Linked DNA regions of Anser cygnoides: region 2 is linked to region 1. A link is a contact called in public Hi-C data. All regions are on one chromosome and are shown on one strand. The core of a region is the stretch at or near the end of the contact, and the rest is flanking DNA. Distances in the headings are between cores, read along the strand shown. Region 1 overlaps ZC3H18 (zinc finger CCCH-type containing 18). Region 2 overlaps BANP (BTG3 associated nuclear protein).

The links. Hi-C and Micro-C count contacts between places; a contact is called where the count stands out from the background.
Region 2: a contact with region 1 is called in a Hi-C map of liver, with 10 times the contacts expected there. The contact joins two enhancer-like sites. A contact is called at or near these places in 2 of 7 Hi-C or Micro-C datasets (both in liver).

The regions. Positions count from the first base shown.
Region 1 is chr12:1,891,658-1,894,650 of Taihu_goose_T2T_genome, reverse strand. ZC3H18 (zinc finger CCCH-type containing 18) reads left to right here. Exons shown (of 17, transcript XM_067004258.1): 15 at 123-219; 16 at 2,173-2,269. Among named protein-coding and RNA genes, the nearest start is that of IL17C, 3.8 kb to the right of the region's middle. Within about 2 kb of position 1,595, at least 2 of the 3 cell types and tissues checked have open chromatin away from gene starts, as enhancers often do. A contact at or near this core is called in liver, where this site is marked.
Region 2 is chr12:2,253,033-2,256,067 of Taihu_goose_T2T_genome, reverse strand. All of the region lies in intron 11 of BANP (BTG3 associated nuclear protein), which reads left to right. Among named protein-coding and RNA genes, the nearest start is that of ZNF469, 48 kb to the right of the region's middle. Within about 2 kb of position 1,522, at least 1 of the 3 cell types and tissues checked has open chromatin away from gene starts, as enhancers often do. A contact at or near this core is called in liver, where this site is marked.

The sequences.
Region 1 (2,993 bases), core at 346-2,845:
GAGATGCGTTTGCATCAGCGAGCCAGCGCCCCGCGGGCACCCGTCGCAGGAAATAATCTGTTCGCTTCCCTCCCCGGAGGGAAGTGGCCACTCAGCTCCGTTGTCTGCTTAATTCCATTCAGGCAGCTGACAAAGGAAGCAGGAAGAGATACGAGCCGGCAGACAAAGACAGGCCGACCTCTCCAGCAGCCAAACGGGCGAACCTGTCACCCGACAGAGGTGAGACATCGGCCGGCGGGGTGGGGTTTTGGCCCCGGCGGGGTTCCTGCCCTGCCACCGGGGGCAGCCCTCGAGCACCCCGGGTCGGGTGGCAAACGTCCCCTAAAAGTCTCCGCTGCAGGAGCCCCCTTGCTGGAGGGGTTTGCTGCAAGCAAAGCCTTGGAGTGAGCGATCGCCACCGGATCCACGGGCGTCTCAGCCATCGTGCTGCGAAACCGTGGTGGCGATGAGACGCTGCGGGCTGGCTGTGAAGTAAGCGAGGTGAGGTCAGCCCCGGGCAGGCCGAGCCTGGCTGTGCCTAGCTGTCTTGTGGTGCGCCTTGCCAGCGCCGCGGCTCCGCCGTGTCTGTGCACCTCCACTGCAAAAAAAAACAAAAAAGAAACAAAACAAAAAAAAAAAAACAGAGAAGCCCTCGCTTTGAAGTCACGGCGCTCTCACCTCCACCTCAGGTACGCATCCGTCCTTCCCAGGAAGGCCGCCCCGTCTCTTGTCGTGGCACTGGATGCGGCTGTTGAATTCACAGGGGCTTCGCCTCGTGTTCCTGTGTATCGCAGCGGGATCTCAGGCTCCTGATAAGGCTTCTGGCAGTGCTTAGAAAGGGAGCACGGGCTGCCAAGGCTCCAGGATGGGTGCAGTACTTGGCTAGGTCATCCAGCCTGCGAAATGAGCCGATTTCCCCACTTGCGTGTGACACAATCTGATCTGCCCTGTGTGATTAGAAAGGCGCAGGCTTTCCAAGTGTTCTCCTGTGTCCGGGTCCTCAGCAGTAGTTATTAGCACTTGGAAAACCAAGCCAGCACGCTGCGCTGAGAGGGCCCTGAACGTGATGCTCCAGCCTCTGCTGTCACAGCTGAAAAACAAGGGGGGGGGGGAAGCCGATGGCCAGAGGTGCCTCTGTTTTTGGCATCCCGTGCCAGCATCGCCACGTGATGTTGTTTTCCCTGTTGTCTCGGCTGTAGGTGTATCTTGTTGACTCTGGGTGCTCGCCAGAAAAAATTCTGCTTGCATTCAACCACTGCAGCATTGGAGAGGAACTGGGTGAGGTTGAAGTTCACTGGGACCTAGTTCGCAACTGCTGCTGGGCTGCAGACAATCGAACGGGTTGATCTAGCAAACGGTGCTCATTTTATAGATGTAGCTGTAATTACACACTTGATTTGTTGTCTGTATACTATAAAACACTTCTAAACAGTGGCAAATGGGACACGAGCCCCAGCAGCAATTCGGCCTCACCTCGCAGCGGCGAGAGTACGCTCGATGGAATTGGGACCGAGCAAGAGGCACCAGCCTGTGCTCAAGAACCGCCGCACAGAGCTGCCGGTGTCCGTGCTGAGTCTCACGTCCCTCTTCTGTAACCTTGCTGCGATCAAATCTGCAGCGCTGCCCGTCTCGCGGTGTCGAGAGCAGAGCACTGACCTAACGAACGCGGGCAGCGGGCGGTGCGCTGGGCCATTGGGCACCTTTGCTCTCCGGAGCAGTGATGAAAGCGAGATCAGCACCCCGGGAATTACTGTCCTGGTAGCAGGGCGTGCGGCTTGGCTGGTGCTCGGGGCTCAGGACAGCCCCGGGGGCACGCAGGCTGCCTTCCAGGTGTAGCTCCCGCTCCATGCTCCGGGATATCAGCGGCTGGAAACCCGTTGCAGCTAAGCAGGGCCCCCCGCTGCCTTCTCACCGCCCACGAGCCCGCACGGCTCTGATGCGGCAGCTCCCTCCAGCCTCTGCTGAACGAACTCGGGGTGACGCCGGCTCCAGGAGCAGGCTGAGCTGTGCTCACGCAGCGCTTGTTAAGCGAAGTGCACCCTGTCAGCTGCCTTGGGTGCCTTCGTGCCCGCAAACTGCATCAGCTGCCCACAGATAATGGAGCACCCGCGTGGTCCGCGCCGAGGCGGCACGGTGGGCAGGTAACGACCTCGGTGACGAGCAAGAACATCTCACCTTTTATTTCCCCGGTAGGCTCTCGTGACAGGAAGGCAGCCGGGAGAGCCTCTTCACCCAAGCAGGAGCGGCAGAGGGGCCAGAACACGAAACCATCTCCTGCGCAGGCAGACAGGTCAGTGCGCGCTTGCGCTCCTGGGGGTCTCAGGGACAAAGCTGGGGCAGCAGAGCCGAAGCGGAGGCCCTCATCCCCCTAAAGTAACAGCCCTGCGGAGAAGAGCAGAGCCCTGTGCCCTCCTTCAGCCTTTCCTGGGTGGGCTGAGGCTCTCACGGGGAAGGTGAGCGCTTCTGATGACCTACACGTGCCGGAGAAGCGCTCGTGCTGCTTCCCGTTTCCCCAGTTGTTCGCTTCCTCCTCTTGGGGCAGCTTTGAGACTCTGACCGGAGAGTTTCCAGTTGCCGTGGAGGCGCAGGGAGAGGAAGGACGCGAAGCTCCTTGGCCGGGAGCCAGAGGCGCTCAGGGGTTCGCGCAGGAGCCACCGCTGAGCTGTTCCTGCTCAGGAAGGAGCCGGCGCCCCGGGGGGGGTTTCCTGAGGTCGGTTCCGGCAAGCGGAGCCAAGTGGGTTAGGTGCGAGCGTGTGGTGCTAGGGAGAGGGAAACTGCAGCCCCTGCTGCCCAGCTCCCCCTGCCTCGGGTGCCCAGTTCCCTTCCTTCGTACCCTGAGCTGCTCAGCGTGCTGCTGACGTTGAAACGTGGCCCCCGCGTGCCTCTAGGCGGTGCCTGGCGCTGCCTTCGTGCCTCCCGTCCCCCCTGGTGCCAGCTGACCAGCTCACGGCCCATTTCTTGGCAGCCTGCGCCTGCTGCCGGTGCTGGGAACGTCCCATTGCAGAACTGGATGT
Region 2 (3,035 bases), core at 273-2,772, 360 kb before region 1:
CCCGTGAAGTAGGCCGAAGATGGCGTGTGCTTGAAGCTGAGGAGATGCTCAGGGTGGAGGTCGGCTCCTGCACTGGGGGAGGACTGGGAGCCGGAGAGGAAGATGTCTGGAGGCTGGGTGAGCTGGGGCACAAGGAAGGGTGAGGAGGAGCCACAAAGGAGCTGCTCCTGTGGGCTCTGGGCTCGCAGCTTGGCTTGGGCTGGGCAGGTGCTGGCCTAGTGAGTATGGGAGCAGGGGGCTGCGTCTGGGTGTCTGGAGGAGCGGATTGCAGAAGAGGCAATACATAGCTGAGTTTAAAAGAGATGAGAAAGAAATCGTAGTGTCGCGTGTCAGATCCCTGCAGTGTTACACAATTAGAGAAGCGCAAGGGGTGTGCAGATAGGTCATGTTAACAACATGGCTCTTAGTCCGAAGCAGGAGGGGCAGAGGTTCCTACGTAAGAAATAGTCTGAACCAGAAGGCTGATGGGTAAAGATGATTTATGGACTTGATTGAAAATCTTTCCCTACCTCCTCCACACCAAAACAAACAAAAAAGCAACAACAACAAAAACACAAGAAAAAAAAACAACAAAGAAACCATAGGGAGCCCCAGGACTGTAACAGTACAGAGCTGACCTAAGCCTTTGTACGCTTCTTTTACCTCTGTGTAATTGGGAGCGAAGGCCAGGAACCAGTAGGTAGTAGTTGCTAAATAAATTATGCACTGGTACCGTCAGGCAGAGGAGGAGGTTTTGGCCTTAATACAGCCGTGTGAAAAGTTTTTATGATTTGTCTCTGAGAGGCCAGCTGACCATCAGCCACCAACTGGTATTGCCAAATAGAGCAAATGGGTGATATCCCGCTAGAATACAAAGGTTATTTTTTTTGACTGCAGATATATGATTAGCCAATGAAACAGAAAACTCTTAGACATTTTGTTTGCAGACATTATTTCTGGAGTTTTAGCCAAAAGCACAGTGGAACAAAGACCAGAGTTAAATTTAGTACATGTCAACCTGATCAAAAACAACTCTACACAAACAAACCCCGTCCAGATTCAGACACAATGTGGCCTGTAGTTGCCAGAGCTACCACAGAGGATGGGATCTTGCAGAAAGTAGTAAAAGCTATTAATTACAGCAGAAGGCTTGAGGCAACTTATCTCCAGTGTCAGCGTGTGAATTCAGTAGGCCTTTTAGAGACTAGAGATTTTATTTAGAGGTGGGAAACCAGGGGTTTCATTTCTTCTGTTCAAAAACAAGTATTTAAAAAGATGCATTATGGCTGGCCAAGGATTAAAACAAATCTCCAGAGAGCACTAGAAAGTTTACAGTAGACTCAGATCAATGAAAAAAACTTGCACCCCGAGCTGTGTGAGATATTGTAAAGTTGCAGAATAGCAGTGATGAAGCATTGAATATCACCTTTTGACATTTTGTTCAAGGGAATAATGAAAACAAGAATGCCTGCACTGTACAGAAAGTGATGTCAGCATTGGACTGAAGGATAGGAGACTAATGCATTAATAATATTTTTGTTTTTGTCTCATGAAAATGACACTGGGTCTGCGATGGGAAGGAGCAGTTGCAAGCAGCAGGGGTGTCTCATGAGCTTGCTCGGTGCTCGTGCGTGAGAGCCGACCCACGCAGGCACAGTATACAGTAGCAGAAGATAGATGCACCATTCCTGGGAGGGAAAAAAGTGATTTTGCCAGAAAATATTTCAAATAGGCGAGTGCTGGAGGATGAGACTATGAATGTCAAGGCAAGGAACAAGTGAGCAAGCCCCATTACGTTAGCAACACCAGTGCTTCTAGGGAGCCCATCAGGTTCAAGCAGTGGCACATTATACTAACAGAACAATAAATAACTGCTAAATACAAGATTGGCTGTAAATATTTCATGTTGTGTTAAAGTTGTTCTTTAAATCTTTTAATGTGTTTCTACGTTGCTGAGCTCCCCAGGCCAGCAGCAAGGCAGTAGAAGTCCAGCTGCCCCACACACAATGCCAGGTTGATCCAACTCCTTACATTTTCCTCTTCAGCTGCTCTGTTAATTTAAGAGACATAGCAGCTGTGCAGAACAACCTGCATGATCTTGTCACCTTTCCCTTTGAGTGCTCTCTTTGCATCTCATCAGCAGGAGAAAATGATGATTGCCAAGTCCTTACTGCTTTCATTTCTTTCTTCTGAAGGGATAGGTCTGTTGATAAATATTTTCACTTGTTTTGTGTCAATACTATGATACTGTTCTTAGAGTAGCTTCAGACAGCCTTTATCTCTTATATCTTTATGGTGTTGTTTATATATCAATGTTTACAGGGAATTGTCTTCACAGCAGTCTGTGTATTATCGCTAAAGCAGATTGTATTCATTAAGCCTCTTGCAACCACAGAACTGATCAGAATATGAAGTATTTCACAACAGAGTAAACAAAGGCAAGTTTGTGGTCACAAGCATCCGACGTGTTCTCCCAGAGAGGCTGGGAAGCATTGGTTTCACGTTCTTGTCATTGCTGTGGCTTTTAATTCCCATTGCTTGCAGGCTCTTTGGATCAGGCAGGGTGAGGATGGAAGATACCATAAATTTCTCAGCATTTAAACTTGGGGAGCGTGAATCATTTCTTTCTTGGAATAGCTTAAATAGAAAACTAGGATCCAACCTGATGAGAAAAACGTGCAAAACTTTTTTTTTCTTTTTTCCCCCCTGTTTAAATGTTCTTTTTTTTTTCCAGACTATTTTTATCATGAATGCTTTCAGAAATGTAAGAAGCTTCGAGTTGTAACACTTGCAGAATTAGAGCACTGCAAAGAGGTATTTTGTTAGGAAGCTTGTTTTAAGGAACAGTAGAGTTCCAACCAATTAGAAAAGAAAATGGTTTGTCCAGGATAGTTTGCATTAGATTATGAAGAATTTCTGCAACGTTTGGAAGGTTAGAAATTGGTTGGATTTCCTTCTGAAGAGATGTAACATCATTTCTAATGCATGTTACAGCAATATCAGATGTCAAAAGCATAAGAGAACTTATATCTCACAGAGGCAATGCCAAAAGTATA